Linked DNA regions of Pan troglodytes: region 2 is linked to region 1. A link is a contact called in public HiChIP or PLAC-seq data. All regions are on one chromosome and are shown on one strand. The core of a region is the stretch at or near the end of the contact, and the rest is flanking DNA. Distances in the headings are between cores, read along the strand shown.

Region 1 (5,617 bases), core at 1,891-4,390:
AATAAAGCCCCCGTCTCTAAAAAATAATTTAAAAATTAGCTGGGTGTGGTGGCACACACCTGTAGTCCCAGCTACTCGGGGTGCTGAAGCAGGAAGATTGCTTGAGCTGGGGAAATTAAGGAGGCTGCAATGAGCTGTGACTGCATCACTGCACTCCAGCTTGGGTTACAGAGTGACCCTCTCTCCAAAAGAAAAGAAAGAAAGAAAAAGGTAAGACAGAGTGAGGGGATTGAGGGTGTCCTTTTTGGAAGGTTGTTCAGAAAAGGCTTGATGAAGAGGTGCCATTTGAATCATCTCTTAGTCATTTTAGGCTTACCAATATATAGACAAATAAATTGCCATTCGAAACCTAAATCTGTTCATAATCAGACAAGCATCTGTAGTTTATTGTGGCTGCAACTTAGAAGTAACGGATGAGGAGAGGGAGGCATAAGCTATTAAGAGAGGTGAAAAGGCAAGAGTTGGTTGTAGAGTGTGAGGAAGAGAGAAGAATCATGATAGAAAGAAAGGTGGGCTCATTCATTGAGAATGGGAAACCAGAAGGTTGAAGGCAAGTGGATGAAGATGAATTCAGTTTAGGGTTATGTTGAGTGTGAGGTGCCTATGGGACATCCAAGTGAATAGGTGAGCAGGAAGTTGAAAATATAGGTCTGGAGCAGGCCTGTGCCTGAGATACACAGGTTTGAAATATGAAAGGTAATCAAAACCGAGAGGTCAGAGAGGGCACCTTTGTTGAGGGAAAAAATAGTCAATGACAGAACTACCAGAAAAAACAACATTTATAGGATTGACAGCAAACAGACAGAGACAGTGAAGGAAGCCTAAAACAGAATGACTAATCAGAACCATAGAGAATAGTCAGGGAGATGTGGGGTGTTGTGATTTCATAGTTCCCATCTGGTCAAGTGGCTTGTTCTGTGGAGGCCTGTCACTTCCCTGTCTTTGGCCGTCTGACAAAGCCTTCATTCACTGAACAAATGTTTATTGAACCCATGCCATGTGTCACTTTTCTAGTGACACATGAATGAACAAAACAGTAAGCCCTGACTTTAGGGCACTTACATTCTAGTGTGGGGAACAGACAATAAACAAACATTAAAAACACGTTAAACGGCCGGGCGCAGTGGCTCACACCTGTAATCCCAGCACTTTGGGAGGCCAAGGCAGGTATCCCTTGAGCTCATGAGTTCGAGACCAGCCTGGGCAACATGGCAAAACCCCATCTCTACAAAAAATACAAAAATTAGCTGGGAATGGTAGTGCGGGCCTGTAGTCCCAGCTACTCCAGAGGTTGAGGTGGGAGGATGGCTTAAACCCAGGAGGCAGAGGCTGCAGTGAGCCAAGATCACGTGACTGCACTCCAGCCTGGGTGACAGAGCCAGGCCTTGTCTCAAAAAAAAAAAAAAAAAAAAACCAGGTTAAATGCATATTAGGTGATAAAAGCTATGAAAAAAAAAAAAAAAAGAGTAACGGGCATCAGGATGTAGAGAGGATATCCGAGCAACTTCCAACAAGGCAGTCAGGTTAGGCTTCAGTGAGTGACCATCGAGTAAAAACTTTAAAGTAAAAACTTTGCCCAGGCCGGGCACGGTGGCTCACGCCTATAATCCCAGCACTTTAGGAGGCCAAGGCAGGTGGATCACGAGGTCAGGAGTTCCAGACCAGCCTGGCTAACATGGTGAAACCCCATCTCCACTAAAGATAAAAAAAGTAGCCGGACTTGGCGGCGAGCGTCTGTAATCCCAGCTCCCAACTCGGGAGGCTGAGGCAGGAGAATTCCTTGAAACTGAGAGGTGGAGGTTGCAGTGAGCCGAGATCCTGCCACTGCACTCCAGCCTGGGCAGACAGAGCAAGACCCCATCTGCGGGGGGGCAGTGGGGACTTTAAGTTTGCCCAGTAGATATCCAGGAGTAGGTCAGCGTGGTGGCTCATGCCTGTAATCCCAGCAGTTTGGGAGGCCGAGGCGGGAGGATCAGTGAAGGTTGGGAGTTCGAGACCAGACTGGCCAACATGGCAAAACCCCATCTCTACTAAAAATACAATAATTAGCCACGCGTGGTGGTGCGCACCTGTAGTCCCAGCTGCCAGGGAGGCCGAAGCAGGAGAATCGCTTGAACCCGGGAGGCAGAGGTTGTAGTGAGCCGAGATCGCGCCACTGCACTTCAGCCTGGGCGACAGAGCGAGACTCGGTCTCAAAAAAAAAAAAAAAAAAAAAAAAGATATCTGGGAGCATTCTAGATTACATCAAAGACGAAATAGCGTGCATCAGGTAGGATTTTGGCTTTTGTTCTAACAAAAATGAGAGGCTGCTGTAAGGTTTTGAGAAAAGTGTCTGATTAAGGTTTTCTAACAGAACTACCCTGCCGGCTACACTTAGAGTAGATGCTGAGTGGCCAGGGTAGAAGCAGGAAGACCAGTTAGGGGGTTAGCGCAGTTCAGGGAAGAGACGATGGTGCCCTGAACCACGTCTGACAGCAGGGAGGGTTTCTTGATGGTTTGAAAGCCGAGGTAAAGGAAAGGAGTCAAGAGTAACACACGCTTGCGTCCTACACCAAAGGAAAGCCACTGCGGTCAGCGGGAGCCAGGGAAGACCCTGGGAAGGGCAGGTGGTTTGTGGTTTTGGTGGATGGAGGGCGAAGGAATCAGGATTTCAACTTGGGGCACGTGGGACGGTCAGGAGAGAAGTCTGAGCTGGAGATGCAGGGATGTCGCCAGCACACAGCTAGTGTCTCCAGCCACGAGAGCAAACACATACATACTTTCAGGTGGGCTAAGTGCCATGGAAAAAAAGAGAAAAGGGAGGCGAGAGTGTGTGTGGGGGCGGGAACGATGCAAAAGATGGCCGGAGGAGGCCTTTCTGAGAAAGGGACGCCGGCTTTCCCTCCGAGAAAGGGAAGCGAGAAGGGCGAGAAGCGCTTGCGAAAAAGCTGGCAGAGTGGGGCCGGGCGCGGTGACTCAGGCCTGAAGTCCCTGCACTTTGGGAGGCCAGGAGTTCGAGACCAGCAACAGAGCGAGACCCCCATCTCTGCTTTATTAGATAAAAATAACTTTTATTTTTTTGAGACAGTCTCGCTCTGTCGCCCAGGCTGGAGTGCAGTGGCGTGATCTCGGCTCACTGCAAGCTCCGCCTCCCGGGTTCACGCCATTCTCCTGCCTCAGCCTCCAGAGTAGCTGGGACTACAGACGCCCGCCACCACGCCCAGCTAATTTTTTGTATTTTTAGTAGAGACGGGGTTTCACCGTGTTAGCCAGGATGGTCTCGATCTCCTGACCTCGTGATCCGCCCGCCTCAGCCTCCCAAAGTGCTGGGATACAGGCGTGAGCCACCGCGCCCGGCCAATAATTTTCAAAACAATAAGAAAATCTAGCAGTGCGCATCCAACCCAAGGCCCTCGCAGCCAGAGCAGAGGCACCAGGGCGGCCAGGCGAGGCGCTGGGAGGAAGCTGGTGCTTCTCGGAGTCCGAGACCCGGGCTGGGGAGAGCCCGAGGCAGAGCCCGAGGACCCTGGCTCTCTGGCGGGCGTCCTGCCCAGCGGCGTGATTACGGGGCCGCCGAAACCGAAACTCATCTACTGGACACTTCCAGCTTCCTCCAAAGGCTGAGCAAGCTGGGCTACAAGGCAGATTTCGTGTCTGCTGCCAGGCTCGACCGCTTTACAGCCAATCCTCTCTCGTCTGGTAAACGCGTAAAACCTACACAATCACAACTTTCACAACGAGAGGGAAGCCGCAGGCCTCTCGTCGGCGCACAGGCCGCCTCGCCCGCGTCACTCTGAGGTAACAGCCTTTCTCTTCAAACGCTTCATGGAACTCCAGGACGCCAAGCCTCTTCCACTACGGGTCGAAGGATGGGTCACGTCACATTGCGCGAACAAGGATGGTCACGCGCCACAAAAGGACTTGCAGGGCGGGGCGACTCGACGGCCTTCCCTTTTGCTCCCATTGGCTGCGGTCGTCAGCTTCGCCTCCTCCACTACCTACCGGGGAGTTCAGGGCCTGACAGAAGCCCGCCCCCGCTGGCGCTCGTGCGCACGCGTGGCGGGCTCTCGGCGCACTGAGCAGGCGCGGCCTCGTGTCGGCCGGAGGGGGCGGGCGCAACGACGCGCGCTGCGTCCCGGCGCTCGGCTTTCCCTCCGCCGGTCCCGCCCTCCGTCGCGGCGGCGCGGTGTACCCTGGGATAGGGAGCGATCTCCGAGCGAGGCGGCAAGATGGACGCGGGATTTTTCCGCGTAAGTAGAAGCGCCGGGCGCCGGGGTGAGGCCAGGGACTTCTCGGTAAGGCCTGGTAGGAGACCTTAGCTTGGCACAGGGTGGCCAGCGAGGGGAGCTTCGGAGATCCTAAGGATTCCTCCTAGAGCCGGCGCACCCCCCCCCCCGCGCGCTGCGGCGGAGACCGGTGCGCCCCTGCGCAGTCTCCTCCTCCGGAATGGTCCCCCCTACGCGGCGGCGACGGTGGCCGGAAAATGGCGGCGGGAATGGGCCGGGATGGTACCTCGCTGCCCGCCTGCCTGGCGGGGCCTGCAGGCCGAGCGCCGTGCGTGCCGCCGGGTCCTGGGGCCTAGCGGAGCCGGAGGAGGAAGTCCCGAGTGGGAGGCCAAAGGAAAGCCCTAAGGTCACTGGTGGCGGCAGGGCAGGGAGAATATGGTTTGGGGGTACATCTTGGGAGAGCACCTTAGGGGAGGGAGGACAGGAAGAAGCATTCAGCGGCTTTTTTTGAAAAAGCGCCCTCCCCGCCCCCCAACGTCCTCCCTCCAGGTCCTAAGCCTTCGTGGAGGCGCCAGGTCAGGGTTCGCGGGAGCTCCCGCCCAATTTGATATCCCTTCAGGGAGGGGGACGTAGATAACTTGTTGGGACAATGTGAATTTAAGGTTCTGTGAGGGTAGAGGGTGCAACGAAAACTATGCGCGGGTATGGAGGCAGGTTGTGGAGTGATTCAATTCCTTCCCGCCCTCCACATCCCTCACCACCCGCCACCATCGTGTTTTACTCTTGGAGTCCGCTGGTGAAAGGTGACTCTTACCTAGGCTCTGCCAGCGTCGTCTGCCCATCGCCTGCAGGCAGGGAAGTTACTCCGTCGTAGTTGGTTCTCGGGGCCCACACTTTATCAGGCTCGTGCTGGAGCCTGTGTGTCCCATAGTCCCCTCCTGTAGGAAATTAGCACTAGATCAAGATCTAGAAGGGACACAGGACTAGAGTTGAGCACCATTGGTTTCTCAGGGCTTGCAAACTGTTAATGCAGAATGAAACCGTATAGAAACTAGTTGATCTAAGCCAATATATCCGTTTTCTGAAATACACGTTAGCTCTTCTCTTTAGAGCATGTAATTTGCAGTTTGTGTGTTTTCAAAGGAAAAATTGGAAGGGGGGAGGGCCAGAACTTTAGTAAAAATATCTTTGGACACTCCGAATTGGACATTGAAATCCTTCTTTAATTGGCTTTAAATATGCCAACGAGTTTTTCGTCATGTTAGAATGTTATCCCCCAAGTATTTGACCTAAGAACAACCAGCTGTTCTTAGGCAAACAGTAAGATACTTATTTTGGAATGATAGTTTCAGATTAGCGTATCGAATTTGCAAACTGCTTATGAACTGTCCATTTTGTAATTTCCATCAAAG
Region 2 (5,617 bases), core at 1,851-4,350, 230 kb before region 1:
ATTCTCTCTCTCTTTTTTTCTTTTTCTATCCGTCCTAATTCCCACCCTTGGAACCAACTCAAAGTAAGTCTCATTTCTCTTCCACATTGGTGATTTTCAAAATGCAAGTCATAGTCTGTAGTCTTTTGTGAAGTTTTAGTTTGTCATATGCGTGTGTGCATGCTGGGTCACAATATAAAATGCATTTACCATGAGTCACAGTCAAAATGTTCGAAAGCCACTGTTCTATATGACTATTCTGCAAGAATTTGAAGGCAGTTGTCATGCCCCACCACCTAAAGACTAATCTTCTTCTCCACATGGGACCTCCCTGGCTTTTGCCACATATCTCCTTGCTGCATGGGGAGCTCCTTTCCTCACCCGACCCAGGCATCGTCCTGCAGTCCTGTCACAAAATTCACGAGACTCTCTGCTCAAACCTTCTTAGGGATGACTTCCCTGACCACCCTCTCTTAAGAAGCACCAACCCATCTCTCTCTAGCCCCTTACTCTGCTTTATCTTTTTCAAAGCACTTTTCACTACCCAACATTATATTGTATGTTTATTACTTTATTTGTTTATGATCTTCCCCAATAGAAAGTTCAACTCTGAATCTTCAGTCTATTTCCTCACATACAGTATTTGCTCAATTGGCCAGGCATGGTGGCCCACACCCATAATCCTAGCACTTTGAGAGGCTGAGGGGGAAGGATGGCTTGAGACAGAAGTTCAAGACTACCCTGGGCAACATAGCGAGGCCCTGTCTCTACAAAAATAATAATAATAGTATTGAGAATTTTAAAAAATAGTATTTTCTTCATAAATATCGGTGGAATGAATGAATGAATGAATACTAGAGGTAGACACCTTTTAGCAATTGTGTGTACAGCTGTGCTCAGAATATATTTCCAGCGGGAGTTAGATTTTACAAGGACAGCTCACATGATCACAACTATAGGCACAGTTTCATTTTATCATCTCTTGTGTTTTTAAAAAAAGTTATATATGCTAAGTATTACAGTTTACATTATACATGTTACTGTACAGGGTATATAAACATGTACTAAACTATGTATACTGTTACTTTAGATAGAATTTTTTTGGATGTCCTGAGTAGTTTCGTCTGTAGGCGATTTTTATCTACTCAGTTATAAGCATCTTGGAAGCAGCTTACATTTTTTCAAAGCACTCTCAGGTAAATAACCCATTCGATAGTCTTCATAGGCTGAGAAAGTGTATCAGGGAGCTGGAAGGAAATTTAGCGGCGGGCTAGTGACCACCAGGTTCCAATCCCACCCTTTTATTTTACAGATGGGTAAATCGAGGCCCAGAGCAGGGAAGTCGTTTGCTGGGGGACACCCCCTGAGCTGGGGTGGACCTATGAGTAGAGATCAGGTCTTTGGCGTCCACCCACTGCCAGGCACTGAAGCCTCCCAACTTTTGCGCACTCGCGGAGGCTGAGCCAGAAGGGTCGGACGCCCACGCCCCTGGCAAGAGCTCGGTGGAGCAGGCAAGCCCCAGTTGTCACCACTTTTCGGGTGGAAACACCGAGGACACGCCCCGACGCAGGGGCAACTCCCATGGTGGCTTCTTCCCGCCCTCGGGGCTCCACCTAGCTCAGCCCTGGAATTCCGCAAGCACCCGGAGGCCGGGGGGTCTCCGCGGGTGCGCCGTGTCCTCTTCCCCACGACCTCAGGGACCGGTCCCCCCGCCGGAACTGCTTCCTACCTGGTCCGGTCCCGGCAGCTGAATCTGGCCAGCCCAACCTCCCGGTCGCTATGGCAACCACAGGCCTAACATTCGCGAGTCCACCTTCCGCCGTCCGCGAGGTAATTCCAGCCAATGGCATCCTCTGTTTCTTTAACGTGAAAAGTTGTTGACCAATCATTAGAGGCGTTTCAAAGTCCGCAGAGAAGCCGGCCGAATTTTAGGGCTTAGGTTAATTACATCAGGGCCTGTAGCGGGGTGGAGAACTAATAAGAGGTTTATCTAGGCCATGCTTCAAAAATCTTGTGATAAACCAAAAGCCTCAGAATTTTGCTCACTCAAAAATCCTGCTTCAAGGAATATACCTAGCCCTGTTTCTTTTTTTTCTGAGACAGAGTCTCGCTTTGTCGACCAGGCTGTAGTGCAGTGGCGCAATCTTGGCTCACTGCAACCTCCGCCCTCCAGGTTCAAGCGATGCTCCTGCCTCAGCCTCCTGAGTAGCTGGGATTACCGGCGCTCGCCACCACGCCAGGCTATTCTTTTTGTATTTTTAGTAGAGACAGGGTTTCACCACGTTGGCCAGGCTGTTCTCGAACTCCTGACCTCAGGTGATCCACCCACCTCGGCCTCCCAAAGTGTTGGGATTACAGGCGTGAGCCACCACGCCCGGCCCCAAGCCCTGTTTCTAACAGAAGGAAAAAAAAAAAAAAAAAAAAAAAAAAAGATTGACATGGGCGACTATACAAGGGCAGCCACTTAGTATTCCAGGAGCCCCTCTTCACACGCTTCAGGGCAGGGCGGTCTCAGCGACCTTGTCACTCCCCTGCTTAAAGTCCTCCAATGGCTCGCCTTTAAATTTAGGGTGAAATCCAAGCTTTTTTTTTTTTTTTTTTTTTTGACAGGGTCTTGCTCTGTCGCCCAGCTGGAGTGCAGTGGCGCGATCTCGACTCGCTGCAACCTCCGCCTCCCGGGTTCAAGCGCTCCTCCCGCCTCAGCCTCCTGAGTAGCTGGGACCACGGGCGCTCGCCGCCACGCCCGGCTAATTTTTAAATTTTTTTGTAGAGATGGGGTCCCACTATATTGTCCAGGCTGGTCTCAAACTCCTGGGCTTAAGTGATCCTCCTGGCCTCCCAAAGTCCTGAGATTACAGGTGTGAGCCACCGCGCCGGCCCCCAAATATGTTATTTATAAACTGTCCCTGGCCCGTCCCTCAGATCGCAGGCCCAACCACGCCCCCAGAAAAATCTCTCACCAGCCCTGCTGGCCTTCGGGCAGTTTCTACAATGCACCAACTCGTTCCTCTCCCATGTTCCCAAGGAGCTTTCTCTGCCCCACGATCTGAGACTAGAACTGCCTCTTTCTCATTGTTGATGTCTAGGCCCAAATGACATTTCTTCATACGTAAAACGGGCTTCAAGTCTCACTCATGGCTGTGACGATCTGAAAGCAAATGCGTGTATATGACAACGTGTGAGCGATGAGAAGCTTGTCATCTGTAAAACTCCATGCGCATGTTAATTATCATGGCCGTGATAATTATGTACATTATAGAAACATTAACCAAGCGCTGGGCTCGTTTCAGGACCTTCAGTATTGCTGGGAGGCTTGGTATCCGACAGGTGTTCCAGGAGGGCAGGAAAGGAGAGATATGTTTGGCCCCAAGTCTCGCGAGGGCTCTGGGGAGCGCTGGGTCTTCAAGGACGTTTTGGATTTGAATACTTGGTGAGAGCGTCGGGTAGGGGAACAGCAGGAGCAAAGCCCGGAAGGTGGCTATGAGGATAAGAAGGGAGGACACCTGGCAGGCTGCTAAAACCAGGCCCACCTGCCGGGCAGGTGGAGGCGAGCAACCACCTAAGCTCTCTGGGACAGCGGGAGAGGGGGCAGGGGAGTCGCCGCACCATTCTTCCTGTGGCCGCTAGGGGGTCCCCGCTCCAGGTGAGCGCCAAGCTCTAGCCCCAGGTCGCTCCCCTATGCTTCAAGCAAGCTTTGCAGCGCAGCCAATTGCCAGGGGCTGTCCCGCCCACTCCCCTTCCTCGCAGCCACTTGCCTGCGCGAAATGCCTGCCAACTTCTGACTGGCAGGCAGTCTGGCAAATCAAATCGCGACCTTTGAAAGCAAAACACTGCAGCATCTTGGCAGCTCTGAATTGGGAAGGGATGAAGGAGGCTGTGCCTCCGGGTTGCACGAAGAGTCCGAGTCATTTCTCAGAAGGTTTTGATAGGTGGGCCTTAGAGGAGACGCCGCCGGTGAGTAGTGATTAACACCGGGAGGAAGGGGAATTGAATTTAACCTTCGTTTTTTTCTGGAAAAAGCGAAGTCACCTAACGTCCCCTAGTGTACATACCCTTCCTTCTTACTGTCACCAGCCTCGCCAACCTGGGTCCCCTTGCCTTGGAATGTTCTTTCCAGTTTTGCATCGAGGCCAAGAGGAGCGGGGGCATGGGCTACCTTACTAAAGGTGATGCCAGGCTCTACCAAACCAGGAAGTGACATGGAGTAACTTTGCCAGAATCTCTCCTTTTCGTGCCGAGCGGCTCGGGCTTCCTGGCGGCAGCAGATGGTGGAGTTAGCAGGTGGGATGAGGGGAGGCGTTCTTGGTCTAAGCCCGCTTCTGGAACAGAGGTGCTGTCTCCTCGAGTTGTAAGTTTCCAGCTCAGTGGGACGGGACGGAAGAATGTAACCTTCTCTTGAGCCAAAGCCCAGGAACGGGAAGCTTGGCAGGGAACTGGCGCTCACCTCCAGAAGCCAGATCGTCAGGTGGTGGGAAAGAGCGTGTTTTATTGATTTGTTCAGAAAGAGGCAAATTCGAATACAGACGCTATGAGCCACGGCTCTCTCATTTGTAAAACGTGCTCTGTGGGATTGGTGAAATCCGTCATCGAGATAAACGGGGTGGGAATGGAAGCAGAGCACCTAGTGAATTCTCATTCCTTCCTTGGGTCAGTGACCACGTGCTCTAATTGTGGGGTGGTTGACAACGCAGAGGTGACTGCTTGCCTCTCGGGCATATGCAGGTCCTGAAGAAATGCTTCGAAATCAGGAAAAGAGAGTCACCAGGTGAAAAGTATGTGTCTTATAAGGGAGTACAGCTTGCAAAGGGTTCCTCCAGGCTTTCAGTCCGGACTCCCACCCAGCTGAGGGAGAGCCTTCAATCTTTGCAGGCGATGCTTCAGAGGCCTGCGAGTTCCTGAGGCAGAGAGGGAAGCTGCTTTTTAAAAGAAAAATTAAACCACAGCAATGCCAACCACCACAAACAAAAGCAAAACCAGAAAAGCACTTGGGCAAACTACTCTGAAGGATGTTAGGAGGCCTGGGTTCCCACCACTCCCTTGATTGACATGTCGCTAAGGTCTGTTGGCTTTCTCTGACCTCCTGTGGGTGGGGCTGAGTATATCTGCTTGTTGAAGCTCTGGAGTTGTGGTTGATTAGGCCTTAGAAAGGCATTCTTGACTGCGAAGGGGCCACAGTGCACCCAGTGCTTAACCAGCCTGCATTTAGTCAGTCGGTTGGTATGTATACAAGTCACTGTCAGGCTCTGGGCTAGATCTCATTTAGTCAGTCGGCTGGTATGTATAGAAGTCACTGTCAGGCTCTGGGCTAGATCTCAGCTGGGAGCAACTGAACAGGGTATTCCGCAAACACCTCACTGGAGTTTGCGCTCCTCAACTCCATGACTGCTTCATGGTTGAATGCTTCCCAGGGCCTCTCAGGTAGAAAGAACCCTGAGCCACTCTTAAGGCTCTTATGATTATTACAAATGCTAAAACATTTTTACAGAAATGTAACACAATAATGCTTTTCACATGTACGTGAAAGTATAGTGAACAATTATGCTTTCCACAAGATTGCAAACACATATTCATAGGGTTTTACAGACAGGGAAGTCTAGCTATGGGATGTGAATTACCTGATAAAGTTACCCGGTGAATG

Evidence for each region. HiChIP or PLAC-seq counts read pairs in DNA pulled down with a chosen protein or histone mark.
Region 2: a contact with region 1 is called in an H3K4me3 HiChIP or PLAC-seq map of stem cell-derived excitatory neurons, with 8 times the contacts expected there. The contact joins the promoter of STPG1 here to the promoter of SRRM1 in region 1. A contact is called at or near these places in 2 of 7 Hi-C or Micro-C datasets (induced pluripotent stem cells and stem cell-derived neural progenitor cells) and 1 of 1 datasets of contacts at active chromatin or transcription factors (stem cell-derived excitatory neurons).

Annotation. Positions count from the first base shown.
Region 1 is chr1:206,368,394-206,374,010 of NHGRI_mPanTro3-v2.0_pri, reverse strand. SRRM1 (serine and arginine repetitive matrix 1) reads left to right here and starts at 3,140. Exons shown (of 18, transcript XM_063784629.1): 1 at 3,140-4,229. The coding sequence starts at 4,209.
Region 2 is chr1:206,595,319-206,600,935 of NHGRI_mPanTro3-v2.0_pri, reverse strand. It overlaps STPG1 (sperm tail PG-rich repeat containing 1), which reads right to left and starts at 3,100. Exons shown (of 8, transcript XM_016956403.4): 1 at 2,940-3,100. The coding sequence starts at 3,086. It overlaps NIPAL3 (NIPA like domain containing 3), which reads left to right and starts at 3,811. Exons shown (of 11, transcript XM_054680599.2): 1 at 3,811-3,933. The coding sequence starts at 3,844.